Linked DNA regions of Mus musculus: region 2 is linked to region 1. Evidence: chromatin contacts called from public Hi-C data. All regions are on one chromosome and are shown on one strand. The core of a region is the stretch at or near the end of the contact, and the rest is flanking DNA. Distances in the headings are between cores, read along the strand shown.

The links. A called contact is a pair of places that touch in the nucleus more often than the background predicts.
Region 2: a Hi-C map of cortical neurons shows a contact between it and region 1, with 2.5 times the contacts expected there. The contact joins two enhancer-like sites. A contact is called at or near these places in 2 of 39 promoter capture datasets (embryonic stem cells and macrophages), 1 of 15 datasets of contacts at CTCF or cohesin (pro-B cells), 10 of 484 Hi-C or Micro-C datasets (ECoMG myeloid progenitors, Th1 cells, Th2 cells and 6 more), 2 of 115 datasets of contacts at active chromatin or transcription factors (both in embryonic stem cells) and 2 of 9 other capture datasets (adipose tissue and pancreatic islet).

The regions. Positions count from the first base shown.
Region 1 is chr5:135,503,902-135,510,706 of GRCm38.p6, reverse strand. The region is part of intron 1 of Hip1 (huntingtin interacting protein 1); the gene reads left to right. Among named protein-coding and RNA genes, the nearest start is that of Gm52790, 29 kb to the left of the region's middle. Within about 2 kb of position 2,941, at least 12 of the 459 cell types and tissues checked have an H3K27ac peak or open chromatin away from gene starts, as enhancers often do. A contact at or near this core is called in cortical neurons, where this site is marked.
Region 2 is chr5:135,575,524-135,582,328 of GRCm38.p6, reverse strand. No RefSeq gene overlaps it. Among named protein-coding and RNA genes, the nearest start is that of Ccl24, 5.9 kb to the right of the region's middle. Within about 2 kb of position 2,883, at least 19 of the 459 cell types and tissues checked have an H3K27ac peak or open chromatin away from gene starts, as enhancers often do. A contact at or near this core is called in cortical neurons, where this site is marked.

The sequences.
Region 1 (6,805 bases), core at 1,692-4,191:
TAAAAAAAAAGATAACGTTCTCATTTAGGGTGTTGATGTAACAGTGAAGAGTCAGAGGTGGGGTTCACAGAGAACGCAGCTCTACCAAACAGAGAAGGATGTTAAATTTGGTTTGTTTTTAGATTTTATTTTATTTTATTTTATTTTAAATTATGTGTCTGCATCTCACAGAGTGTATATGTGCACATGAGTGCAGGTAACCCAGGGAGACCAGAAGAGGGAGTTGGATCCCTGGAGCTGAAGTTACAGGCAGTTTGTGAACTGTCTGATAAGGGTACAGGCAACCTGAACTCAGGGTATTTGTGAGCACAGTGCTGCTCTTAACCTATGAGCCATCTCCCCAGTCCTGGGATGTTAAGATTTGATGCTAATACTTTGGGTTAGAGATAAAGCTAGCTCAGATGGTAAGCCTGTGATTCTGGCACTCAGGAAGTGGAGGCAGGAGGATCAGAAGTTCAAGTTATCTTGGCTACTTGCGATTATCAAGAGAAAAAGTAACAAAGAAAAGAAAAATTAATGAAGCAGTCAGAGTCACCGGAGCAGAGGAGGGAGGGGCAGGAAGCTGGAGGATGAAGCTGCAGGGTCTGGAATCATCTTAAAAAGATGTCACATTTGTATTTAATTTTTGGTGCATGGGTAGAGTGGAGCTCATCCATGCCACTGCCCAGCACGTGGGCACGGGGATCGAGCTCAGGTCATCAGGCTTGGCAGCGGGCATCTTACCTGATGAGGCATCTCTTCAGCCCTGGAGTTACTTTTAAAAGCTTTGGCACACGCCAGGGGCAATGGCACACGCCTTTAATCCCAGCACTCGGCAGCTAGAATCAGCCAGTGGGTTGTTTGAGGCCATCCTGGTCTACATGGCAAGTTGCAGGACAGCCAGAGTTAGACAGAGAGGTGCTGTCTCAAAAGAAGAAAAGAAAAGCAAGCAAGCAAGCAAGCAAGCAAACAAGGAAGCTCTGACACAGTCTTGGAATTCAAAAGGAGGTGTGTGTGTGTGTGTGTGTGTGTGTGTGTGTGTGTATGTGTGTGCATGTACACAATCATAGGAGTGTCTTTCTAGTGTGTGTGCACATGGCCAGGAAAGACTTGAGGTGATCTCTCTTTTCAGCTGATTTTCTTGAAATTCTGCACACAGCCCACTGCGTATTGAAGGTTTCTGCACATGCAGAGCTTCTCTGCAAAGAGCAGGAGATTTATAGTTCTAGAAGACTCGGGGAACCTCCGTCTAATCATTAGCTGACTTCTAGGTTAATGAAGCAAAGACCTCACTAGCCACGCAGGACCTGGAACCCAGGCTTTCCTTAATTACGGGGAAAGTCATTAAAGAAATAGCAGCTGAAATATGCGGAACTTCCCAGAAGGCAAGGCTTGCTTTGGGGGTTGCTAATGAAATGCCGGGTTTTAACAGAAAGTGTAAGCCATGCAGAGAAACCACGAAGAGTGGCAGAAACCGTAGGGCAGCTGAGATGGCTCAGCAGGTAAAGGTGCTTGCTTCCTGACATAGCTCCATCCAAATAACTTCTGTAAAGGGGAAAGGTGAGAACTAACTCCTGAAAGTTGTCCTCTGACCTCCACATGTGTGCCATGGCACATACGTGAGTGTACACATGCACACACGAAGCTATTTTAAAGACACTGTCTCCAATAAAGCCCAAACAGCCTACTGACTGTTTAATTTATGGACTGATTGGTTTAGAGACAGTGTCTTGTATAGCCCAGGCTAGCCTCGAGCACATTAGGTAGCTAAAGATGACCTTGAGTTTCTGATATTCCTGCTTCCGCCTCAGGGCTGGGATTATACTTTAAAAGTGTGTGTGTGTGTGTGTGTGTGTGTGTGTGTGTGTGTGTAAGCTCCCCAGTTTATGTAGTGTTGGGAATAGAGCCCAGGGCATCAGGCATGCTAGACAACTTTAACAACTAAGTTACGTCCCCAGCTCCCAAACTGTCATTTTTTTTTTTTTTGTCTCTTTGTTTGTTTGGACAGGGTCACCATATGCAATGTAGATCAGGCTGGCCTAGAACTCACAGAGATCTCTCTCCTTTGGCATGTTGAGTGCTGGGATTAAAAAGTGAGAGTGTGCCATTTCATCTGACCCCGAATTGATTACTTAAAATATCTAAAATAGCTGATTTGGGAGTTGGCATGTCCATCTTATGAAATCAAACTGACTGAATAGTCTAGAATTGGCGCTGTATTTTGCAACCACAATTTAACTGTGACTTGGGACGGTGCCAAGGCATTTGCCACACATAAGACAGAGTCAGCACAGTCTAAATGAATTTTAGAGTCTTAGTGTTTGTGAGCTTATTCAGCCTTTCTGACAGTCTTGTAAAGTGAATTTTGTTGTTTCTTCTTTAAAAAAAAAGTGTGTGTGTACACACATATAAATATATATATATATATTATATATATTTACCCACTGTGTATATATCTCTCTTCCCATCAGGTGGGTGCCGGGATTGAGCCCAGGTCATCAGGCATGGTGGCACTTTTACTTGGTGAGCCATCTCAATGGGCCAAATTGTTTTGTTTCAATACTGGGATTTATGCACGGAGCTAGAGGGGTCCTGGTGGTTAACCCTTTCCTGAGTAGCCCGAACCACGCCTCAGAGACCTCACGTCCCTCCCATCATTATCCGAGAAGTAAGTGAGGGCTTTGGATTTATTCCAGAATCGGTTGGCAAGACGCCACTATTTCCAGAAAGTCTATTTTATAGCCTGCCTTTGATACTTGCCCATTCCTGCGTCTATTTAAATAATGTTTTCCCATTAATCATATTAATTTTAGAAAAGCTATTTCAGAAACAGTTTCAAAAATTGCCACGGTTACCAGTTTAAAGTCTTTCTTTCCAGCGTCTGCCTATAAATACCCTGCCTATAGATACAGCTGCGCTCATGCATATGCACGCACGTATATATTTATACCGTTTTATGAGATTGCACTCATGCTCTATAAATGGGTTTCTAGTCTGCGTCCTCACCTCCTGAGGTATTGTGAGGCTCAGAATAGCTTAACGGTGGAGGTTAATTGGGCCTCCAAGCCAGAGTGCAACACCCTGTTCATTGCATGCCTTTGGGAATTATTAAACCCCTTTGTAGCTGGGTTTTTTTCTTCCTGATCCTAGCGGATCTCTGCTGTTCTCCCCACCCCATCCATTTTTTTCCTATGTGTATGGGGGAGGGGTACTTGTTGGGTGTAGAGGTCAAAGGACAACTTAGGGATTTGGTTCTCTCCTTCTGCCATGTGGGTTCCGGATATAAAACTCAGGTCCTCAGGCTTAGTGGCAAGCACTCTTGCTCACTGAGTCCTCTCATTGCCCTGGGACCTCTGTTCTTAGGGTTAGGAGCTGCTCGTCTGATTTTTCTCCTACAGGCCATCAGGAGTCTTTGTCTCTGAACTATCTTTTCTTTGCTTCTTTACTTCTTTGTTCCTTCCTTCTTTCTTTCCTTCCTCCTCTTCTTCTTCTCTTCCTCATTCTAGTACCCTCTCCTCCTCTTCCTCACTATGTGGATCCCCCCCTCAAAACAACAACAAAAAAACCCTACCATATGAGAGACCATCCAGATGGCTCAGATAAGTCACCTGCATGATGATGGAGGAAGAGAGCCAGCTCCTTCCACAGTTGCCCTCTGACCTCCACCTGAGTGCTGTGCTCCTGTGTGTGCAGGCACACACCTAAAAGAGCCCATTTTTTTGGACAAACTGTAAGAAGGCTGTTGATGGGTTAAGTTGGAAGAAAGGGAGGAAATTCCAGGAATCGGTTGGGATCAAGTTCACTCTGCTTCTCTGCACGTGTGGGTTCCTGGATGTGGCGTGGTGTCAGATGCATGATGGGATTGGGCAGTTTTGCAAAACTAACAATATGGAAATGATAGTAATATGAAGGAAATGACAGCCGTCATCTGGGTCAGACTTGTTGGTCCCATATGGTTTTGAGTGGTTTTGTGTTGTTACCACTTGAGCAGTCACGTGATGCCCTACCATGATGTAGGATGCTGTTTGGCACAGCCTGGAGTCATCGAGCCATTTCCCCACTAAGGCAGTCTACCTATCCTCATTGTTCACCCACGCCTTGCTATCTGCGATGATTAGTAAATTGGAAGAACTTAGACTCAACTGGTATATGGACATGCCTATTGATTGCAGAAATTGGGATGGGAAGATTGGCCCACTTCGGGCGGCGCCATTCCCTAGCTGGGATCCCTGACTGTACAAATCGACAAAGGAGCTGAGTGGCAGCATGCATTCACCACGCTCTGCTTCCTGAGAACGTTCTTCAAGCCCCACCACCTTGACACTGCTCCCATGTGGACTGTGCCCTGAGCTGTAACTCAGAAAGATCTTTCTCCTCTAAGTTGTTTTTGTCACAGTGTTTTGTGACAGCATCAAGAAGAGGAAGTGGGACACTATCCTAAAACATTTCTCCAACAGTTGCTTTTCAGGTGCCCTTTTTTCTGGACCTTCCTTCCTTCTTCATCCGCCATTCTGCCTCGTAGTAGAGGTTGGAAAAAGGAGACCCTCCAGTGTGGGCCTCCTCTCCGTTTCTGATTTACATAACTAGAAAGTTAGGGGCGGGGGGGGGGGGGGATACCTGCTACTCCTGGAGTCTCCAAGGAGAAGACTCGGCTACCTTCCCAGACATAGAATTAAATAAATAGAGGTGAAAAGCAGAGCGATCCTCAGTCGGTGGGTAGTGGAAAGAGGAGCAGATGAAAGGGTCCCTTGGCCAATGAGCTCCAGATGGCAGCCCTTCCCCACCCACCCAGCTCCAGAGTTACAGATGTGTCCAGGTTTTAAATGTTTCCTGGAGATCCTAACTTGGGTCCTGGTGCCTTCAAAGCAAGCCCTTTACCTACCTACTGACTGAACCATCTCTCCTGTCCCCAACAAGAGCAACTGCTGAGTTCCTGTTACAATTCAAGGCTCCATGATGTCATGATGCAATCTTCTCTGAGCCCCGTTCTCCACCTAAGCCTGGGTCACCGCACTCTCTCAGGCCCAGTCTCTCCTCAGAGCCCTCTTTCTGTCACCCATCCCCCACCCCTGGGGCCACTCCTCTGAGGCCCTCCACCCACGCCCACATGCAAATCTTTCCTTCTTTAGAAGCCCACTGCCTTCTCTGGAATTTTCCATCTCCTAAGGAGCTTCCCGAGGCTCTCCGCCCATCTCCTTCATCACTCATCCAGGGGATACAGTTTTTTTCCTCCCTCCCTCCCTGACTTCTTGTGCTTCAGGGTGTGACCAACATCTCCTTACTGTAGGGCTGTCTGTCCCATAAATATGTCTTAAATATGTCAAATGCTGGAAGTTTGAACCAACAACATCTCGGGTTGAACCAGACTTCTTTCTTGCCCCAGGCAAACTCTGGTGTTTGCAGAGACCCCCACACCCTACTATGAGCTACAATCCCAACCTTCCCCTCCCACCATAGTCTGCTTTATGCTCTCCTCCATTCCCATTCCTTGCCCCTACCCCATCCTGGACCCCACCCCATAGCCTACTATCCAGTCTTCTCCCAGTGCCTTCGGTATTGGAGCAAATGTAATCCTCAAAGCCGTGATACTACAAGATCCCCCTTTTAAAGCAACCAGTGTCTCATTCATAAAACTCTCCTGTTTGGAGGCAGAAATAAGAGAAAAGAAGCCTTCAGTGGGCTGCCGGGGATGTGGCTCAGTGGTGCTGTCTTGCCTAGCCTGTGAAAAGCTCTTGATTTTACACACAAACACATACACACACACACACACACACACACACACACACACACACGTACCCTAGATAAATAAAAGGAAATAAAGCAATTCTGGGGCAATTAATGGAGCCTGAGGAAGGGAGAGACATTTTCTCCTGTAGTGTAGCCACTAGTAAGGTACCCACACTCCTGAAGATAACCATTCATCCATGCTCCCATAAGCAACTGGGTTGAAATAAATCATTGGATCAACAAAGGGGGGGGGGCGTGCAGATAGAAGGAAAAGGGTCATTAGTTTAGAAGAGGAAGGGGAGGGAGACAAGAGAGGGTTATGAGGGTGAATATGACCAGAGTACATTATACAGATATAAGAAAATAGCATAATAAAACCCATGCATCGTTGCAGGGTGTGGTGGCTCACGGCAGGTGGGTCTGAGTCTGAGGTCAGGCTGGCTTAATAGAGAGTTCCAGGGCAGCCAGGGCTACGTATCAGTGCCCTATCTCATACATACAGACGGGGCCGGAGAGATGTCCTCTGTGGTTAAGGACGCTTGCTTCTCTTCCAGAGGACTCAAGTTCCACCCCCAGCACCCACAGGGTGGCCCACAAGCATCTGCAATTCTGGTGTCAGGAGATCTGAATTCCTCTTCTAGCCTGTAAGTGCATCAGGCAGGCATGTGGTACACAAACACACAGGTAAAACCTCATATATATCAAATGAATAACATCATAAAATCATAACTGGGCGCGGTGGGGCACACCTTTGATCCCAGTGCTTCGGACGCAGAGGCAGGTGGATCTCACTGAGGTCAGAGGTCAGCCTCTCTACATGTGAGTTTCAGGTCAGCTGGAGATCTACATAGTGAAACAGTGTGGGGGGGGGGGAGAGGGAGAGAGAGAGAGAGGAAAATGGCAAACAAAATAAACCCATTATTATAGATAATTAGTATGCTTGTAAAACACCTTAAAAGGAGGTGGGTATTAGCCTTTTACAGATGAGCAATAAAAACATTAAAGCATTGGGCATTCATGCATAAACAGAGTAAAGCCCCCCCCCCTCCCGTAATCCTTACTGACTTTAGCTAATTTTATGTCTTTTGCCTTTGTTTTC
Region 2 (6,805 bases), core at 1,634-4,133, 72 kb before region 1:
CGTCTGACTCTCCGCAAAGCATCCCCTTTACAAAAAGATTCTGTGCTGTCTCAAACAGCTTCCCCAGCCCCCAGCCCCAAAGAATCAGAACTCTACTGTTGGATTATTTGGAGTATTTTTGTATAAATGGAAGACTGGGACTGTAGCTCAGATGTAGAGCCACTGATGTACCAGTTGTTGAGTAGAGGGGTCAACAAGATGGATCAGCAAGTAGAGGTATTGGCTGGTAAGCCTGCCCCATGTGGTGGATGGAAAGAACAGACACAAGTTGTCCTCTGACCTCCACATGCACACTGTGGCATGTGTGCAAAGGACACCAGCACAAACTAGCCAACTAAATGAATGAATGAATGAATGAATGAATGAATGAATAAATAAATAAATAAATAAATAAATGGGTAAAGAACTCTAACACTAACTAACTAACTAACTAACTAGCTAACTAACTGTTTAAAAGAAAGAATAAAGCTGGGTGTAGTGTTGCATAACTTTAATCCTGGCCTTGGGAAGCAGAGGGAGGTGGTTCTCTGAGGCCAGCCTGGTCTACAGAGTGAATTTCAGGACAGCTAGGGCTACACAGTGAGACCCTGTCTTGAATAAAACAAAACAAAAGCAAAAACCCTCAAAAAGCAAAACAAAAACAAAAACAAAAGGTTCCAGAGGACCATGGGTAGGTGGTGACCCATGGACCATGGGATCTGCTTGGAGTAAGTAGGTTTCTGGGTGCCTGCCATCCAACAGCATCTGGCCTTCACCCCTTCCAGTGTCCCCCTTCTTCCAGACTACCACAGGCAAGCAGCCTTGCTCCATCCCATGACTCCTCAGCCATGATGTTTAGCCTCACCTCAGACCTAAAGCTCTGGGAACAAAAGACCATGGAGGGCGACTGCTGAATCTGTGAGCAAAGTAATTCTTCTCTTCTTTATTTGAGGGGTAGGAGTGGGAGGGTGTCTAGGACAGGGTCTCACTATGTAGCTCTGCTGTCCTGGAACTCACTCTGTAGACCAGGCTGGCCTCGAATTCACAGAGCTCTGCCTGCCTCTATCTTGTGAGTGCTGGGAGTAAAGGTGTGCAGTACCACGCTCCACCACCTTTTCTTCTTTAAATGTTTTCTCTCAGGTACTTGTAAACAGTAGCCTAACAGAGTCCGTGTCTACTTTGTGTTGATGTAACTGAATGGCACATGGTTTTGAATTTCCTGTATTTTTATTTTATATATATATATATATATGTGTGTGTGTGTGTGTGTGTGTGTGTGTGTGTGTGTGTGTGTGTATGTGCACATGAGTGCAGTGCCCACAGAGGCCAGGAGAGGGAGCCCAGGAGCTGGAGTTGTAGGTGGTTGTGAGCCAGTCAATGTAGGACCTAGGAACTAAACTCTGGTCCTCTGAAAGGGCAGTAAGCACTCCTCAGCCATCTCTCCAGCTCTTTTTTTTTTTTTAAAAGAGATAGTGTCTCCCCACTGTAGCCTGGGATAGACTGGGATGCACCCAAGCTGACCTCAAACTCTGATCAGTCTTCTTGCCCTGGGTGCTGACTTTACAGGAGTGAGTCACTACACTGGTTCTGTACTTGATAAAGAAGAGGAATTTGTTTCTTATGGTTCAGGGGAATCCAAGGTCAAGGGATTACATCTGAGAAGGGCCTCTTGCTGTATCATCCTATAGTGGAGGGCAGAAGGGAGAAAGAAGGAAACGAGGGAGAAAAGATGTCTCACTGTGTATGTCTGTGTGTTTGTGTATGTACACTTATGTGCACATATATGTGGAGGCCAGAGGACTGCCTCAGCTGTCTTGCCTCAGGGGCCAGCATACATCTTATTTGTTTATTTCTGAGATAAGATCTCATTACCTGGAACTCACTATGAAGTCTAGGCTAGCTGTCCAACAAGCCCTAGGCATCCTCCTCCCTCTCTGCTTCTGGGGCTTCTGGGGTTACTGTGCACCCCCACACCAGCCTTCATTTTCATTTTTTAGACAAGGTCCTCAGTCTGAGCCCCGTCCTGTGTCACAAACCGTCTCCCACAGTCACACACATCTACTCGTGAGGGCAGAGCTCATGACTTAATGACCTCCTGAAGGTTCCTCCCATCTCTGTCTGTGTGCTTTGTGCTCCCCCTGCCCTTTCTCTGTGTTTCTTTCTCTCATGTGTGTCTCTCTTGTTGATTTCTCCATTTCTCTCTCTCTCTGTGGCATGTGTGTGTATGGGTGTGTCTGTCTGTCTGTCTGTCTGTCTTCCCTCCATGGGTTCTCAACCTTCCTAATTCTGGGGCCCTTTAATATAGCTAGCTCATCAGATACCATAAAGATATTTTTGTTGCAACTTTATAACCGTAATATTGCTACGGATATGAGTTGTAATATAAATATCTGTTTTCTGGTGGTGTTAGATGGCCCCTGTGAGACGGTTGTTTAGCCACCAAAAAGGTTGTGCCACACTGGTTGAGATCTACTGTTCTAGAGAAGGCAGCTGCACTTTTTCTTGTCCCTATCTAAGACTAGCCACCCCACCCCCACCCCATCAGCAAGGCTGGCAACAGGAACTCCTTACACCTGCTGTCCTCGCTACAGTGGACTGTGAGCCCTTGAAGCAATGGGCTCAAATAAACCTTCCCTCCCTCCAGTTGCTTCAGCCTTCTACTCGGTCCCCAACTCCTTCCTGTCACACCTGCCTGTGGGTACTGCTGAATCACCAACCGATGTGGCTGCCCCCAGATCAAGGCTGAATCTTGCAGAGACATTCATAGCTCATTCCACATATGAGCGCCACCCTCGCTGACTGTCGCAATCCTCCCTTTCCTCCCATCCACAATGATGGGGGTGAATGGAAACGCGCTTCTAAGGAATCTAGCAGTTCCCTAGGCAACCCGGGCTCTGCTCCAACCCTGCTTCCCCTCACTCTAAGAGCCCAGGCCTCTGCCCATGTGTTCTGAAAGGCCTGAGAGTGGTCTACGAAGGCCAGACTTTTGGCTCTGAGTGAGCGAGTTTACTGAGTCTCTGTAGAAAGCAGAAATACAAGCATAAGAGAAAGAGAAAACACAAAAGATCCAAGCAGGTGCTCAAAACATCCCACAGAGACCAACTGGGGAAGCCCATTGAGGCAGCAGGCTGGGGTTTCCGTGCAAAAGTCCGGGGAAGAGCAGCGCTTCCCATCACGTGGGGTTTCCAAATTAAACAGCAAGTAACTGGAGCTGGAGAGATGGCTCAGCAGTTAAGAGTACGAACCATCCTGGTAGAGGATGTGAGTTCCCATCTAATCACACACATGGTGGCTCAGGACCTGTAACTCAGGGGATCTAACGCTGTCTTCTGGCCTCATGCGTTCAAAGAAGCACACACACACACATTAACATAGTTAATTTAGAACTCGCAGATTCATGTGTGCATGCCGGGTGCCCCGCAGACTCTAAAGAGGGCATTGGATCCCCATCCACCCCCAGAACTGGAGTTACAGACAGTTGTGAGCTGCCATGTGGGTGCTGGGGATTGAACCTGTGTCCTCTGTGAGAGCAGCCAGTGCTCTAACCACTGAGCCATCGCTCAGAAACTGGTTGGGGAGGCTGAGGCAGTCAGCCCGGCTTCCCCATTGAACTTTCTTTCCGTGGTTGAACTTCCAGATTCTGTCTCCCACTTCAGCACCTTTGGTGTTGGCCTGGTGTGAACACTGGCGACCTCTGTTGGAAATGGGTCACCTTCCAGCTGTCCTCAAGGACGCTGTTTTCCCTTGGGAGGACGCATGCTTGGGTCTGGGATTGGGGAAGAGAAGCCCTGCTTCCTGAGTTGGCTTTTTAGTGAGCCCAAACAGCACATGACAAGATGAAGGTCATGTCTATTCCGCCATGCTCTGCTTCTGTGGCATTACAGCTGTCAGCGCCAATGTCCCTGCTGTGGTGGCCATGTGAAATGGCCACAGACTTCTGTGGTTGAACATCCATCCCCATGCTGATGGCTCTGATCTGGGAGGTTGGGAAATCTTTGGTATGGAGCCTCCCATTCCCTCAGTGGATGGGAATGGGTCATGAAAGGTGGGTCCTGAAGACTCTGCTCTGGCTCTTTGTGTCCTAGAAGTGCCATGTCCCTGTCAATGTGGACTGGGCCTCTCCTGCCCCATGCCTTCCTTGCCATGAAAGCCATGACCCAAAATAAACTTTTCTTGCGTTGCTTCTGTCAGGTGCTGAGAAAAATTAATACAGTCCTCTTCCTGGGACATGTCCTGAGATATTACAAACTGATTTATTTTTCTTCTCCTTTCTTTTTGTTTCTTCGGTATAGGTTCATGTACATGTTAGGCAGGTACTCTACGCTAAGGCAGCCCCTCACTGGGGGATTCTAGGCAGGGGCTCTACCACTGAGTCACGCCCCCAGCCCCTCACTGAGGGATTCTAGGCAGGGGCTCTACCACTGAGCCACACCCCCAGCCCCTCCCTGGGGGATTCTAGGCAGGGGCTCTACCACTGAGCCACGCCCCCAGCCCCTCCCTGGGGGATTCTAGGCAGGGGCTCTACCACTGAGCCACGCCCCCAGCCCCTCACTGGGGGATTCTAGGCAGGGGTTCTACCACTGAGCCATGCCCCCAGCCCCTCCCTGGGGGATTCTAGGCAGGGGCTCTACCACTGAGCCACGCCCCCAGCCCCTCACTGGGGGATTCTAGGCAGGGGTTCTACCACTGAGCCATGCCCCCAGCCCCTCCCTGGGGGATTCTAGGCAGGGGCTCTACCACTGAGCCATGCCCTTCACCCCCTCCCAACACGCCCCCCCCCGGGAGATTCTAGGTACTTGCTCTGTGGTTACAGTATACCCCAATCCTCTTTTCTCATTTTACTTTAAGACAGGATCATAGTCAGTTGCCCAGGTTAGCCTTGAACTCACTATGTGACCCTATATTGGCCTGGAATTTGTGGTTCTCCTGCTTCAGCCTCAGCTGGGTGACAGTCTGTGGTACAAGACCTGGTTCAACTCACATCTGACCTCAGAAAAATCTAGAATCATCTGTGTAAACTGTCACCTTAAGCAGAGTGTGGTGGCACACACCTGTAACCCTAAAGTTGTCCTCTGACCTCCACACATTTTCTATGGCACATGAGCATGCATGCTCACATGCACACACACACACACACACACACAAATAGTAAACAAATTTTTAAAACTTCCAACAATACAGCAGACATTTCTAGAATTATACTAGAGGAAAAGAAAAAAACAAAACAAAACAAAAAACAGCATAAAGCAAAATAAATAAAATAAATTTAAGAATTAAGTTAAAGATAAGCTTCAGTTTTAGCTGACAGAACAAGGTGTATTTTAGGTACAACGCAACAGTGTCCATTCTTTTGTGTGGTGTAGCGTTTCACACTGAGTCACCCTAGGCCCACAGAGGTGGGGTGGGGGGGTCTAAGCTGGACCCGGGCTGAACCTGGGGCCCTACAGGTCTGGGAGGTTTAATCCCATTCCTTCATCATTGTCTGCCTGCTGCCCATTCCCCTTCTAGAAGCTTCTCCCAGGGGCCGGTTGCCATCTCGATGCCTGCTGCATCTTTCTATCTTCACTTTCTGAGAGCCTCCACTGCTAACTGTTATAGCAGGGCTAAGTCCGAGCTCAAGGGCTGCCTGCCTCCGTCTCTCAGACCTTGTCACACAGGACTTCCAGCCCTTCTCTCCCCTCTCCTCCCTTCCCTCTCTTCCCTTTCCCTCACATCCTCTCTTTCCTTCTCTCTCCACTTGTATCTCTTTCCTTCCATCCACTCACTACCTTGAGACATTTCATTAAACAGCCAGGCTGAACTGTAGCCCTCCATACAGCCCAGACTACCCTTGAATTTTCAATCTCGCTGTGTCAGCTTCCCAAGGCTCAATTATAGGCATGTGTCAGCAGGCCCCACTCCTCACTCTCTCTCCCTTTGAACCTTCTTCCTCTGCCTGTCACATCCCAGCCCGTTGAGGGAGAGGACACAAGTTCCTGTGTGGGGAACTGGGATTCCTGACCTGACGATGATGTCTTTGTTCATCTCCCTGCCTAAGATTCCCATTTTCCCTTTGTAGCGACTGATGTAGGAGCCACCAACACATCATCAGTGCCTGTGCAAGCATGAGCATGAGAACCTGAGTTCAAATCCCTAGCACCCAGATCTGTGCTGTGTCTGTGGGGTGGCCCATCTACAATCTCAGCACGTGGGAAGTGAAGACAGGGGACCCCTGAGGCAAGTTGGCCAGTCAGAGTAGCTGAACCAGTTAGTTCTGGGTACAGTAAGGAGCCCTGTCACATAACAGAAGGCAGGGAGTGACTGAGGAAGAGACTCACTGTCCACCTCTGGCCTCTATAGGCATACACGCTTGTGTGTATATGTGCACGTGCATGTGTGTGTGTACAAGTACATGCACATGTGCACATGAGCACACATACATATATACACACACACACACTGGTACAAACACACACTTTTGCACACCACACACACATATACATGCAAAAACAAAACAACCAGGGTTGGGAACCTCCAACCTACTCTCCTAGATTGACTGTAAATGGGGTAGAGTGGGTGGCATTTTAAGGCCTTGGAAAACCCCCTAAATGTGTTAGTAATCGAGGACACACCACCCACAGCAAGGCCTCCCACTGATGACCTTTTGCCAACCCACTCAGGTTACAACATTAGGCCCTGAGCATCCCTGCCCTGCCCTGCACTTCTCTCCCCAGACATCCCTGATTTTCTACTTCCTCTTCCTGTCACGTGTTACTACATCAGAGTGACAGTGGGCTTCTCCTCCAAATTGCTAAGCAGCAAAGGCTGGGGTGGATGCTAGAAAATG